Regions from separate parts of the Mus musculus genome. Here region 2 is linked to region 1. The links are chromatin contacts, called in public promoter capture Hi-C maps. All regions are on one chromosome and are shown on one strand. Each heading gives the region's core, a stretch centred on a gene start, on an enhancer-like site or on the middle of the called end of the contact. The rest is flanking DNA. Distances are from core to core; before and after follow the strand shown.

Region 1 (7,714 bases), core at 2,396-4,895:
TCAGCCTGAGTGAGCATAATCAGGAAACCCAGCTGTACAAATGGTAGGAGACTAAATGGTAAGCTCCAAGCAGGACACATGCTGGCTGTGTGGCACTGAGTAGACATCCAGCCTCTCTGGTCCCAGAGCAGCTGAACCTTACATACCTGGCACTTGGCATTCTCGATCTCAGCAGTCAGCCTCTGGATCATTCTGTTCAGCTCATTGATCTCCTCTCTGGTGCGGCGCAGAGTCTCTCCATGCCGGATCACTGTGGCCTTTATCTCCTCACACTAGGGGTTGGGGAAGCAGAGATGTCCATGAGGCCCAGGATGTGACATCGACCCAGTGAGCACAATGGATGTGCAAGATGCACAGTGGTCAGGCTGGGCTGCCTCCTCAGCCTAGAGCTGTGTGCAATCTTCTTGTGATTCTTGGTGTGCAAGAAGCCCTTTCCAATAGATTCCAGAGTCCTTCCCACTGTCTCATCTAAGGACAGATGTCCTGACCTCTCACCTTGGTGCGGTACCAGGACTCAGCCTCAGCACGGCTGCGGCTGGCAATGTCATCATACTGAGCCTTGATCTCAGCCACGACACAGTCCATGTTCAGGTCCCGGCTGTTGTCCATCTTGACGACGATGGAGGTGTCTGAGATGTGGGAATGGAGGATGCGGGTCTCCTACAGGAGGAAGGAGACAGCAGATAAAAACTTCTTGAAGGCTCAGCCTAACCCCACACACTTCTGCCAACCTCCCAGTCCTCCCCTGGTCCACACAAGACTTCACAGTCACGGAATGACTGTCTACAGACTACTCGATGTACTTCTACCTGGCTGCTGCCTTTACCTCGTCATACATTCTCCTCAGGAAGTCGGTCTCCTGGGTCAGTGCCTCTGCGTTGGCCTCCAGGTCTGACTTGCGCAGGTAGGCACAGTCCACATCCTGGGAAAGAGGGAGGTGTGAGCCTCATCGTGTCCTAAACTCTTCTCTCTCTTCATCTGTCCCAGAAGCACAGCAGAGAAAGACCCCTGTGTGCAAGTCATCTCTGTCCCCACTTCCCAGCATGCTCTTGACAGTTCCACAGGTTTGGAGACTCTCTGGCTCTCAGCCTCCAAGACATCTTCCCTCTTCTTGCTCTTTGGTTCTGTTCTGTTCTAAAAAGCTTCCCAGTTGTCCCCCAGATCTTCCAATTGATCCAGCAGTGCTTCAAGAGGTCAACTGGACACTCCTAGCAATCCTCTCAACCCTTACACACTGTCTTGAGCCCTAACATTCTGATCAGACTAGTAGAATGGATGTAAACCACACCACTTTCAATGAACAGAATGAAGCCCTGTGGCTCCTGGAATCCCAACCATACACCCCATGATGAGGGAAAGGCACATCAAGGCTAATACATCCAAGGTCCTGCATCAGAGCAGAAGGATCCAAAAGACATTCCAAACGTATTCATGTCTCCATGGGTTTGGACTACTGACTCTCTAGATGCCAACCTTCCAAATGGCTGTTGCCCTCACAACAGCCCTTTGTCATAGCCCTGGGTCTGACATTCATTGGGTCATCTCTCTGAGATTTTTTCCTATTTTGATGTGTGAAGATAAAAATTCATGAAGGGTGACCACAAGTACAGTGTGTCCCTCAATTGTGTTGTTCCACCTCCCACCGTCTGCTACTTGCCTTCTTCAGAGCCACAAACTCATTCTCAGCTGTAGCTCTCAGAGAAACTTCCTCCTCGTACCTAGGACAGAAATAGGGGACATGATATGGGTGGTTGAAATCCACACCCCATGCAGGGAACTCAGGGAAAGAGCCCTCAGAGCTCTTGGTCCTGATAGGTCTTTCTGGAGGAACCTGGGCTATCTGGGAGTGGGTGAAAGCTAGAAGAGAACCAGTGCTGTTCCGAAGACAACCCAGGAAGGAGAGGATGATTTGATACCAACCTCATCTGGGAGGGAACATCATGGGGTTGGGTACTGCGGCTCCAGCCTCCCCCCATTTATGTCAGTCCCAGCCCAGCTGCTGAACAGACCCATCAACAGACCCAGATTTCAGGGCTGAGTACCCAAGGCAGTGAGACAGACAGCTTGGCTCATGACCCTCCTACTTTCCTGAGCAGAATCTGTTCAGGGATTACAGTGCAGAAGATCAAAGTGAGAAGGAGCTGGAGTGGGGGCTGTGTCTATCCTCCCCAGAGAAGGCAGAGCTGTTAGTCGCACTCTGCAGAGGGAACACTGAGGCAGAAATTGACGCTCCCCCATCCTCTCCAAGGAACATCTGTGCAGATATTTCACAGACAGCAGGATCCTACAATGATGTCAGCCTGGCTACACTTCCACAACCTGGGCTTTAATATACGGCACATTTTATACCAGCACCACAGCAGGCCATTCTCACCTCTTCTTGTAGCCCTCCATGGACTCCTGCGCATGGTTGAGCTCGGCTGCCAGCCTCCCGCTGTCGGCCTCCACACACTCAGCCTCCCGCCTCAGCGCCTCGATGTAGCCCTCGAACAGAGGCTCCATGTTGCTCTCACAGCACTTGCGGTTCTGGTAGAACTGCCACTTGGTCTCCAGCAGCTTGTTCTGCTGCTCCAGGAAGCGCACCTGCCATGGGAGACAGAAGGGGTTCAGGGCAGATCTGGGCTGATGGTGGAGAGGAAGTAGAGGGACTCTGGGAAGGAGCCCTTATCTTGGTCCTGCCTGACTTTCCCACTGGGAGAGGGCACAAGGGACATGGTCAGTGCCTACACTCAGGAGTCCAGGTGGACACTTCATTGTCCTATGCTGGGCTCAGCGATCTCTGAAGCCAACAAGTCAGGAGTCCCCACAAGCAGAGCACCCATAGTCACATCCCAGGGACTGACAAGGAGCCAGGGAGATGGTGTCACAGGCCATTTAGATGCACTCACTAGGAAGGCCTCTGTCCATCCCTCCAGTAGTCTGCACCCTTCCTGTCAGCCCAAGTGCAGCCTCCCTCCTTGGGTTGCCCCAGCTCCATGCTGCAGCCCCTGGGACTCCCTGTAGTCAGTTTGTACCCAGGACAGCCTGGCCACTTCTCTTGGCCATAAGCTCTGCCTCTCAGGACTCACAGGTGAGCCCTGTGCATCCTCTCTCTTGAGACTAGAGGCTCAATATGAGTGGGCTTTCTGCCTCCTGTTCCCTCAGTGCCTGGCCTTGGCTGTGACATGCTGTGCTCCGGGAAGGGGCTGGTCCAGGACACCGACCTTGTCGATGAAGGCCGCGAACTTGCTGTTGAGACACTTGATCTGCTCCTTCTCCTCATGCTTCACACACTGAGCATTGGGGTCGATCTCCAGGTTCAGGGGTGTGAGCAGGCTCTCATTGACAGAGACTGTGGTGATGCAGGGTGGGCTGGGCCCGCAGATGCCTCCAGAGCGGTACCCGAAGCTGCGTCCACAGGAGCCAGAGCGGAAGGCCCCACAGACACTCTGGCTGCCGAAGCCCCCTGAGAGTCCTCGGTAGCAGGAGATGCCCCTGTAGGGAGCTGCAGAGATGCAGCAGCGGCCGGGCCTGGGCCCACAGGCTGAGGCGCAGCTGAAGGCACGGCCACCACAGTAGGATCCGCAAGTCATGGTTATTTAGGGAGAAGGGCAACTCTGAAACTGGAGACGTCCAGGTGGAGGGTAAAGTGGACGTGAATTCAGTGTTTACCTCTTTAGGTTTGTTGGCCTTTTATATATGTGGGGACCCTGACTGTGACCACGTGGTCTGAAGCAATTAGATGGCTTTATGAGCTTGGCTTGTTTAGTTGCTGTGGCTCCTCCTTAAATGTGCTAAATTGGTGACCATTTGCTGGTGTTTGTGGTCCTTTGCCCTAAACTGTTCAATTTCCTCCTTCAAAGGGCCAGCTCACCCCCTCCATGCCCTGCTCCTGTGCCCAACACACAGAAACGAAGCTGGAGAGACAGTGTAGGTGACTCATGCTACAAGGAAAATGAAAAGGGGCGGAGCTGTTGTTCCAATCAGGGACTGAAAAAAAATGGCGGCACCGCTGTCCGAGGTCCTGACACAGCCCAGCTAGGGATGCGGGTGGCATGGAACTGGTGGTGTGTTAGGTGAGATGCCCCACTTGCATAGTTCTTCTCCGTGCCCCTTAAAGCTCCATATCTGGATAACAGTTAAGTTAGTCACCTTCTACCTCCTCCATCTCTCAAGCCCACTGATCCTTATCCTTCCCTTTCTTACACACAATTTCCACGAACTAATAGGCTACATGTCTCTGTTTGACACACACACATCTGTGGACACAAACAATACCTAGTCCATCTTGGCTATCTAGGACCAAGGGAATGTCTTCCTTCCATCTTCCCTGAGGCCTAAGTGCTCTCTGGCTCACTGGCCCCAGAAAATCCCAACATTGCTGAGTATCTAAGGTCTTCATTTCACCTCAGGTTCTTATGTCATCCGTGGGGTGACCTTGCTGTGGGTATCTACACAGTATTTGACTCAGTATGTAAAATCCAGTAGGTGACATGAAAAGATCATGAAGTCTCCAACTGTCAGTCGAGCCTCTGATACTTGCTGCACTATGAACACCTCTCCTTCTCATACCATGAACCCCCTAACCTTCCCCAATGACCCTCCCACTTTGTAACATCAGCTTGCCAGTGGCTTTGATGGTCATTAAGACATAACTGTAGCATCTAGCGTTACCCATCCAGCATGGGCCTTGAACAAACAAGAGCTGGGTAGGCCAGAGGCGCAGCCCTGACTACCTCTGACCCTGAAGCAGGTGCTTCACTATGCTGAAGTCTGGCAGAGGCTTCACCTCCCCTGCCTGTCTTGGAAGTCTGAAGGGGTACGTACAGGCTCTGTAAACTCCAGAGCACGGTGCGATAGGCTGTGCCCCAATCCTTTTCAGCCGCTCTGAGCAGTGTTTTCTCAAGAGTTCATGTTGTTTCCCTCCAATGGGGAGAACCATCATTTTCAGTCACAGAACAGTCTAGAACAAAGCCAGCCAGAGCAGAACAGAACACATCATTGTTTTGCTTATGTCACGACTGTGCCCTGACCCTCTGGGTCAGCCATGTATGCCTGGTGTTTATTGTGTCATTACATACAATTATTCCTTCTGGAGCTGCAATTTTTGAAAAGTGGAAATACACGTTATACCAGTTGAGGACACAGAGTCAGATTCCAAAGTACCTAGTTTTAAATCCAGGCTCCACCACGCTACCTTACCAGATAACTCCAGGCAGCTACTTAGCGTCTCTGAGCCTCCATTATGACTTGTAAGATGAGGATAATACCCATCTCATAATGTTGTTGTGAGGATTAAAGAATTAATCTTCACTAAGTACTTGGGCCTGAGCCTGATCCACTCCAAGGGCACAAACAGACGTGGGTTTGTTGTTGTGCAGTTGCTGTTGGGGATATGTTGACAGCTTTGGTGGGGTGCACTCACTCACATCCCCAAACCCTTATGTTCAATTACCAGTAATGGGCATATCTTGAAAGAGTAGTAGGAGTTCATAAAATAATACACAGGTCATACTTAACACAGCATCTGGCCCATAGAAAGTATCCAATTATTATTGGGAACACCATTATTCTACTGAATGGGCCTGTCCCAGGAGAAGAAAGGACCATGGCCTTTACTCTAGGAAAGACCCTCATGTCCATCTCCTCCCCAGTCCAGTCCAACAGCCTAAGGAAAGATGTCCTCACAAACCTTCATCTTGACCAATCCTTAAGCAGCGACTCTAACAGAAAGGAAAGCTCAGAAGATCCAAACGTCATCCATTGGAAAATCGTTCAGATTTGTGTTTTTCACTTGGTCTTAGAAGAGAATCAGAAATCCTTTGCCCACACAACCAACCAAAATGCAGAGTTATGGATCCCCAGTTCCAACTGACTCACTGCAACAACCTCTGTCCGTAAGGCTCAAGGATCTTGTGGGAGGTGGGGGGGGGGGAGAAAGATTTGAAAGAGTCAGAAGACTAGGAAATTTGTTGAGAGACTGTGCCTCCTAGAAATGTCAGACGCTGCATGAAGTCTCGCCAACACAGATGGCTAAACAGGAGCTGAAAGATGGCACAGTAGACATGTGAATGGATACAGAGGAAATCCCACAAGGCCTCAACCCTTGACAAACAAATTAAAGGCAACTTAGGAAACCAGAGAGAGATTGGAAGGACCAGCAATGGATGGCCCAATGTCAAATGGTCAGCCCTGACAACATGCATACAAGTAACATATGATATGAACAGATCTTATTTATGTATTTAAGAATGTATATGTATGTATATATACACATCTATGTGTAACAAAAATTAAAGAAAAAGAGACATGAATTTGAAGGTGACAAGGTGTGCATGGGAGAGTTTGGAGAGAAGAAAGGAAAGGGAAACGATATAACTACATTATCTCAGAAAAATAAAGTATTATTTTGAAAAAAGAAAGCCTTGGTCATAAATTAAGCAATGTCTTGTTGTTGTTTTGTTTCATTTTGGTTTTTTTGTTTTGTTTTGTTTTATATTTCTTCTAATCCCCAAGCCTCCTGGCTGGTGGTATCCAGATATCCCATGAGACTGTTGGGGGATGCTCTTGGTAATCTTTCCTAACACAATAGAAGTGCAAAGGAAGCTCTTGCTTCCTTTGAGAGTAGGCCAGACCTCGTTGGCTGGCTGGAGGGGTTGAGAAGGAACCTCCTAGGGGAAGAGCCAATAGCCATACCACTGACAGAAGAGACATTAATTCTTTTGTTTCAAGAAGCTTTGTATAAAAGAAAACTCTTCTGGAAGGGCCACCTTGTATGTGGAGACAGTGGGCCAAAGTGGTCTGACCTAGAGAGCAGTATCTTCCTCCAGCCTATGTGGACAAGTGGGTCTTGTGGTGACTGCAGATAAGACCGTTTTCATCTCATGAAATCTTTACTCAAAGCTCATTTCAGTCTCTTCCTCTTCTGGGGAAAGAATTGGGTGGGTAGCAAAGATAAGATATACCTTGCAAATGGGACATCTGGGGACTCTGGGATCGATATGACATGTAAGGTAAACTCCAAACACGTGTTCCCTTGAAAGGAGAGACTACATGGAAGAAGGAAACCAGGACTCTGGGGCTCTCTCATGTCAAGGAAAATAGACACGGAGATGAGGAAAGTCAGAATATGCAGAGGGTACTTTGTAGACATGTCAGGTGCAGAGGAATGCCTGACTGCATTGCCCTTCCAGGAAGGGCAAGGGAGGCTCTCTGGGAAGGGCGAGGATGGGCTTTCACAGGCGGAAGCAGGAGGACTCAGAGAGGACTTAGTAGGGAGACAGAACCAAGGATAGCAGCCCAGTAAGGCTAAGGGTCCTTGAAAGAAGGATCATGAAATTCTATGATCAAAGAGAGACAGACAGACACACACACACACAGAGACACACAGATTGACAGACAGAGAGACAGACACAGACACAGACACACAGACACAGACACAGACACAGACACAGACACAGACACAGACACAGACACAGACACAGACACAGACACACAGACACAGACACAGACACAGACACAGACACAGACACAGACACAGACACAGACACAGACACAGACACAGACACAGACACACAGACACAGACACAGACACAGACACAGACACAGACACAGACACAGACACAGACACAGACACAGACACAGACACAGACACAGACACAGAGAGAGACTGCTATGCAGCAGAGGCTAAGACTCTGGAAGCAGACCTCCTTCATCCTTCAGCAGAGCCCAGGCG
Region 2 (7,714 bases), core at 1,827-4,326, 510 kb before region 1:
GCAGCCAGAGGCATCTGGAAGAGTCCAGCAGGGAGAGAAACTAACAGACTGAAAGCAGCCAGCAGAATAGATCAGGCCATGAGGGTGGGGTGGGTGAGATGTGAGTCAGAGAGGAAAAGGAAGGAAAGGCCAAGAGAGGGGACCGGGAACTGAGAGCTGAGGACCAATAGAACCAAGAGAGAAAAGAGAAGCTGGGGGGGGGGGATTGAAGCTCAGGGGGAGAGGTTTAGGGTAGGGGTGGCTGGGGTGGGGTGGCCAGAGGCGTTGTTGTAGCACCTCTCACTCTGTCAGTCCTTTATCGGAGGCGCAGGATCCCTTCTGGGAAGAAGCCAAGGAGCCAGAGGTGTATGCTCACCCAGACAGAGCCCATGTTCCCAACTCCTGATGGGACTCATGGGACTCTGAATGGCCCAAACCCGCTGCCACGAGCTGCTTGGCCCTCTCTCCTCGTTCTACCTGCTGAGGTGGGGGGGAGACAGTTAAAGACTGCTCATGTTCACCGTGGTGGCCACTGGTCACAGGTGCTTGCTGAGGCTGCTTCAAAACAGCTGGTTTGCTCTGAGAGCTGCTAACGGCGCTAAATCATATATCAGATCTGGAAGACTTGGTATCAGAAAAAAGAATGTAAAGTGTTGTACCACTGTGTGTGCTGTGTATGCATGTGTGCTCCACCTGTAATCGGTGCTGAGGGGGTAGGTAGAGGTGGAGATGGGAGCATGTATGGTACTTACTGGCCAGGAAGCCTAGGAGAATAAACTGCAGGTTTGCAAGAAGCCCTGTCTCAGGTAGAGGGGCTGGTGAGATGGCTAAGCAGGTGAGGTGCTCCTACCTGATGCCACTCCGAGCTGAATCTCTGGAACTCACATGGTGGAGGGGAAAGAATCAATTCCCAGAAGTTGTCCTCTGACCTCTACATGTGAGCTGTGGCAGATGTGTGCCCACACAAGTATGTCTGCACAATATAAGTGTAAAAGAATAAAAATAAAAAAAGTAAGGTGGAGAGTCATAGAGGAAGACACCTGATGTTAACTTCTGGTCTTCACACACACACACACACACACACACACACACACACAAACACACACACACATATACAATGCACATACACATTCACACACATGCACATATACAATGCACATACACATGTGCACACACATGCACACACACATACACATATACATATGCACACACATGCACACATATGTACATATACAAATGCACATACATGCACATACACACATGTACACACTACACAATGCACATATACACATGCACACACATGCAAATACATGCATCACAGAAACAAGTGCACACACACACACACATGCACAGACACTTGTACATACACACATGCATGTACACACCCACAGTCACAGCCACAGCCACCTCTGTATGGACATGTGTACATATCTACATGAGCATATACTACACACACATACTTATGTTTGTAGGTTGGTTGCATGTAGACTCAGACTTAAGATACATGGGGTTATATAAAGTATTATTTTAAACTTAATTTCTCAGTACATATTGTCCCAGGTCTGCCGTGTCAGCACTTGGGGGTTGAAGCTCCAGTGATCGAGGTGAGCCTAGGCTGAGACCCTGTCTAAAACAAGCCAGAAAGATTATAAGCTAGAAGTGGCGGCACACACCTTAATTCCAGCACTCAGGAGGCAGATGCAGGTGGATTTCTGTGAGTTGGAGACTACAGTGATTTCCAGGACAGCCAGAGATACACAGTGAGTCTCTCACAAAGTTCTACTGGTGGCTCTCATTTATGGCTTATTCTTCTGTCTGGCCAGTGTCCACCAGCATCTTTCAATGCTAAGGAGAGTGGGCAGCCACAGCCCTCGTTTTTTGTGGTCTTTCCTGGTTTCTGCCAAGGAATCTGGTTCCAGAGTGGCCACAAGTTTCAACTTTGCAGTAGAGACCTGAAATTTTATATGAAACCAGATTTCTATATTTATTTATTTAAAAATTATTTATTTTTATTTTATGTAAATTGGTGTTTTGCCTGCCTGTCTATGTGAGGTGTTGGATCTGCTGAAGCTGGACAGACAGTTGTGAGCTGCCATGTGGGGGCTGGGAATTGAACTCGGGTCTTCTGGAAGGGCAGCCAGTGCCCTCAACTCCGAGCATCTCTCCAGCCTGAAACCTGATTTTAAAATGCTAGCCACTAGTCCAAATATTTAAGGACTCCATCTTGGCCATCCTCGAATGGGTCACTAGAAACTGTTTCTGGAAATTGACTCTAAGCAGGGACACAGAGGCCAGAGGGACAAGCTTGCCTCGGTGACAGCTCTACAGGACCCTGAACAGGAACACACGGCAAAACCTGGCTCCTCTCTTTTTTTGAGAATCACTGCTGGTCTTGGGGCACAGTGCTTGGAGTGGGGTGGGTGGGTGAGGATTCAGGACACAGAAATGCAGCAGAGGGAGCCTGGGCTAGCTATTAAAAAAAAAAAAACCTCGGTGGTCTTTGTTTAGCGTTATACATAAACTGCACTAAAATGCCTTTCAGAAAGTTAAAGGTGTCACTGTCTTCAGACACACCAGAAGAGGGCATCAGATCCCATTACAGATGGCCGTGAGCCACCATGTGGTTGCTGGGAACTGAACTCCTGACCCCTGGAAGATCAGTCAGTGCTCTTAACCGCGGAGCCATCTCTCCAGCCCTATTTCTCCTTTCTTAATTCCAGAGAAAATCAGTTTTGTTCTAGGAATGCACGTTTTGGGGTTCTTAAATACTTCATTAGAGAGCCTTCTGCACAGGTTGACATCTGTATGAGAGAATCCAATGGCCAGACCTGTCTTCTGTCAAACCGATGGCTCCCAGGATGTGACCTATCTTCCAAGCTCTTGGATTTTCAACGTTTCCTCCCAGTCTGCTGCTCAGGGTGTCTAGATCCTGAAAGGCTGTGCGATGGAGGGACGTTTTTTTGAGTACACCGGAAGTACACCATCTTTCCACTAGAGGGCAGCAGAGGAGCACGGAGGAAACTGCTCTGAAACCCAGAGCCAAGCTTGCCAGCCACGTGCAGCTCCCATTCCATGAGCGAGATCGGGGCGGGTCCTGGTCACAGCCTATCATTGGCTACAGAGGCATGTTTTGTGCTAATCAGGGGAAGCTCCTATTGTTTTGGGTAGGACGTGACGTGGTGAGTGACATTTGTGTGGATTTTAGTCTCTATCCACGGGAGTCCCACACCTTGCATTGTTGTAGTGTGGGTGGGAGGTGGAGCTGAATGCCAAGAGATGTGAGATGTCCTGGGCAGCCTTGTTTGTGAAGGAAAGTGTGCACTGCGGGTTTAAATACCAGAGGAGAGGCACCAAGGGCTTGTAGCCACATTGCCTCACTTGCTAGCTGTTCCCCATCTGTCCAGCAGGAGGCAGCACCTAGCTCCTGGAGCCAAGCAACATTTTTAGAGCCTTCGGAGGCTGAGGCTGGAGGTCCATGCCTCCTAAGGCTGGCGGATGGAGAAGGAGGTAGACCAGGCTCCAGGGGGCACAAGCATGGCGGCATCAGAAGGGCACACCTGAGTTACTAGGGCTTAGTTGGCCTATGTGAGTCCCCAGATCACAGGTCCAGCTCCCTGTAGTCCTGGGGTCTCAGAGAGGACAGTTGGGGTCATGCCAGAGTGGACCTTAAATGTTTTGCTTCCCAGTTTAGTGTGTGTGACTCCGTTTTACTGAGTAGGAACACACAGGAAGCCACTAGCGTAAGGGCCTGCCTCACGTGACTGGAGACCACGTATGCAGCCATTCCTTTCTCTCTGCTGCCAAAAGCAGCCGGGCTCCTGTCAGGATCCTCGAAGGAACCACGCACTATCTGCTCTTTGCGGCTGTGTATGCCTGACCCCAAATACACTTCCAATGCCTTGCCTGTCCATTCGGTGGGCACTTGGTCTCTTAGTTCAGAGATGACCCTCTCTGTAAGTCTTATGGCCCTGGAGGCTGTGCCTGCATTTCCTGTATCTACCACAAGGCTCTCATCCCTTAACTCACACGGAGCTAGGACAGGACCTGTGTGAGGGGAGGGGTGCTTGGCAGGAGAGAGGTGGTCTTGAACACCTGCTGTCTAAATGGAAGCATCTCCTTTGCCCTCTGGAGCTACAGCCTTCCCATCCAGGGAAGCTTGGCAGGGAGTGAACTTGTATGTGCACGTGCACGTGAGCGTGCGTGCGTGTATATGTGCGTGTGTGTGCACATATGTGTGTGTACGTGTGAGTGCGCATGTGCGTTTGCAAGTACGCATGTGCGTGTGTACGTGTGCGTGTGTGTACGCATGTGTGTGTGTGAGCACGTGTGTACGTGTGCTTGAGTACCACGTGCCTTTGGGACCAGAGGCAAGCTTTTGTAGAGGTTGTATGTGCACAGGTACAGACAGGTATAGGCAGGCACATACAGACATGCTCATATTGAATCAGAGAACAAAGGCAAACATATGAGAGAGACATTTGTTACTTGCACAGAGAGAAGCACTGCATAGGGCACAGAGCTTCATCCGGAGTGTGATGCTACTGAAGTGGGATCCAGCCTAAGGCCTGCAGTGGGGCTGCTACACTGTGTTGCTTGATTGACAACCAGCAATGTGAGTGCAGAGGAACCCACAGTGTCACCCAGTGTTGTGCGAGGGACTTTCCTGACTCTTGAAAAAAGTGTGAGCCGGGCAGTGGTGGCACACGCCTTTAATCCCAGCACTTGAGAGGCAGAGGCAGGAGGATCTCTGAGTTCAAGGCCAGCCTGTTCTACAGAGTGAGTTCCAGGACAGCCAGGGCTACACAGAGAAACCCCGTCTCAAAAAAACAAAACAAAAACAAAAAAAAGAAAGAAAAAAGAAAAAAGTGTGTGTGTGTACATGTATGTGTGAGTGTATGTATGTATGTGTGCACATGTGTGCATGTATGAGAGTATGAATATGTGAATGTGTGCATGTGTGAATGTGTATGCATGTGTGTGAGTATGTGTATATATATATGTGTGTGTGTATATATGTTAGTATGTGTGTGAGAGTATGAATGTATGAATATGTGTACATGTGTGTATGTATATGTGTGTGAGTGTGTGTACATGTGTGTGAATGTGTGTTTGTGTGTGTGCATGTGCCTGTGGAGGCCAAAATAGGTCTGATGGATCCTCTGGAACTGGTGGTTGAGAGCCACATGATGTCTGTGCTGGGAACTGAACTCTGGTCCTCTGGAAGAGCAGGCTGTAACAACTGAGCTATCTCTCCAGCCCCATTTTCTGTGTCTTGAACCCAGCCCTTTCTGATTCCTCTTCTATCATTCTGTCATTGCTCTGCCTCTCCTCCAGCACTGGGATGTGAGTGTATGCATATGTGTGTGTGTGTGTGTGTGTGTGTGTGTGTGAGAGAGAGTGTGTACGTATGAGTGTGTATATGTGTAAGTGTGGGTAAGCATGTATGCGTGTATATGTGTGTATATATGTGCATGTGTGTATATATACATGTATGTGTATTGAGAGTGTGTATATATATATATGTGTGTGTGTGTGAGAGAGAGAGAGAGAGTGTGTACGTATGAGTGTGTATATGTGTAAGTGTGGGTAAGCATGTATGTGTGTATATGTGTGTATATATGTGCATGTTTGTATATATACATGTATGTGTATTGACAGTGTGTATATATATGTGTGTGTGTATATGTGTGTGTGAGAGAGTGCGAATGTATGAATATGTGTATGTATGTGTATATGTGTATGTACAAGTGTGTGAATGTGTATGTGTGTGTATGTATATGTATGTGTATGAATGTGTATCTATGAATATGTGTGTGTTTATGTGTGTAGGAGTATGTATATGTGTGTGTGAGTGAGTGTACATGTGTGAGTGTGTATATCTGTGTGGGGGGGGGGAGAGGAAGAGGGAAAGGAAGAAGGAGAAGGTTTGGGGAATTAATTTTGCCCACTAAGCCATCTTCCCAACTACATGATTGTTGTTGTTCTTAGAATTTCTTCATGGCCCACTTCCTCTTGGGCAGCAGGTCTCAGCAGACCTTGGTTCTCATGGCTCTGTGCTTCTCCTCCTGGTTCAGCAGCTGGTCTGGGAGAGGACATTGCTTCTGGGGCAGTGTCTCCTAGGCTTAGCATAGCTTTGAGTGTTTGCTTTATGTCACCAGGAAGCTACTTGAGACTGGGGGGATCAGCTCTAGTGGAAAGGGGTCCATCAGAAGAAAAGGAAGGCCTCAGAGAAGGGGAGTTCTGAGCTGAGTGACTCTTTCCTGAGGGGTCTACCTAGCCAGCATGGCTTCTCCTTCAGGCCCCCAACCCTGCTGTCGAGTACCTGTTTCCCTTCCCACTACTGGCCTGCTGACAAGGGCCAGCCCCATCTGGCCCAGGCCAGATGCTGAGGTGGCAGGCAGAGGAGGGGGTGGGACGGCCGACGTGCTGGAGCATGGGCAGCCTGCCCTGTGCTGAGCTGGCATCTGGTCCTGAGAGCAGGTGGGGCCCCACCCAAGCAGGCTGGGGCAGGTAGGGCAGGCCCGTCTCCAGCAGGGAGGGAGGAGAGGTGATGGGGCAAGTCTGGGCTTTGCTTTTGCCAAGGTGGAAGAAAAGTTGTGTGTGTGTGTGTGTGTGTGTGTGTGTGTGTGTGTGTGTGTGGCAGCGCTGTGTCCTGTAGGGATTCCTGTGTGTGGGGATGAAACGCATCACTTCTGAGTCTGGGCACACTTGTGTTTGTGACTGTCTATGCATTTGGTTCACATGCATGCCTGTAGTCCTTCTGTGCCATACCCAGGCATCCATAGATATAGGCAAGGGGTAGTGGGTGTTGTGTGAAGGTCTAGAGTGGATGCAAGTCTGTGGGAAGGCCAAGTGCTCAAAGGATTGTCCTGTGTGCCACCCCCTCCCCCCACCAAGAACTATGTGGCTTTTGTATGTGGTGCTCAGGGAAGACACTCATGGGAGCCAGTGCTCAGACTTTTTTCTAAAGGCATCTGTGTGTGTGTGTGTGTGTACACATGTTTGTGTGTGAGTGTGCATGTATACATGTACATATGTGTGCCTTCGAGAGAGTGTATGTGCATATGCATGTGTGAGTGTGTGCATGTGTATGTGTGTGCATGCACCCCTGTGTGTTACTCTTTATGTACACAAGTAGCCCAGGTGTTAGTCCCAGAGGCAAGAGCCGGCTGTGACCTGTTATGTGAGTTATCTGGAGAGCAGAGAGTTTAAGATTTTAGGCTGAGTCTTGAGTGGATCTGGCCAGACCCAGGACCAATTTGTTCCCGTGTCTTACAACTGTCATAGTCTGTCACCTTCCTGCTGGTTCTCTCTCTCTCTCTCTCTCTCTCTCTCTCTGACTGACAAACGATTGTGAGTCTGCATCTTCTCATTTTTATCTATGCTGTGTTTGTATAATAGTCTTTCTGTTTTAGGGACGGAATGTAGGGCTTCCCATACAGTAGACTGATGTTCTGACAGTGAGCTATGTCTTGAATCTAATTTTTTAGTTAAAAAAAGTATTTTCTTTTTTTTTTTTTTGAGTCAGGGTTTCACTAAGTTGTCCAGACTGGCCTTGAACTCACCCTTTAGCTCAGGCAGGTCTTCCACTGTCTATCCTCTGCCTTAGCCTCCAGAGAGCTGGAATTATAGGCCTTTGTCACCACTTTGAGTTGTGTCCCCCCCCCCCCCAGCTTGATCTTCTAACACCAGGCACTGGCCACTAGAAAGTACTGACTCAGAAGATTAGGCAGAT

What was found. Promoter capture Hi-C pulls out the DNA fragments that hold promoters and counts their contacts.
Region 2: a contact with region 1 is called in a promoter capture Hi-C map of embryonic stem cells, with 7 times the contacts expected there. The contact joins the enhancer-like site here to the promoter of Krt86 in region 1. A contact is called at or near these places in 21 of 39 promoter capture datasets (the 3T3-L1 cell line, the C10 cell line, the HPC-7 cell line and 13 more), 3 of 15 datasets of contacts at CTCF or cohesin (the NIH/3T3 cell line and large pre-B cells), 1 of 484 Hi-C or Micro-C datasets (the AML12 cell line), 17 of 115 datasets of contacts at active chromatin or transcription factors (Th17 cells, acute myeloid leukemia, astrocytes and 10 more) and 2 of 9 other capture datasets (adipose tissue and liver).

The regions. Positions count from the first base shown.
Region 1 is chr15:101,469,409-101,477,122 of GRCm38.p6, reverse strand. Krt86 (keratin 86) reads right to left here and starts at 3,645. Exons shown (of 9, transcript NM_010667.2): 1 at 3,204-3,645; 2 at 2,375-2,583; 3 at 1,658-1,718; 4 at 827-922; 5 at 496-660; 6 at 147-272. The coding sequence starts at 3,572.
Region 2 is chr15:101,979,778-101,987,491 of GRCm38.p6, reverse strand. It overlaps a transcript of Krt78 not described here. Among named protein-coding and RNA genes, the nearest start is that of Krt8, 21 kb to the left of the region's middle. Within about 2 kb of position 3,076, at least 318 of the 459 cell types and tissues checked have an H3K27ac peak or open chromatin away from gene starts, as enhancers often do. A contact at or near this core is called in the AML12 cell line, the HPC-7 cell line, the NIH/3T3 cell line and 18 more, where this site is marked.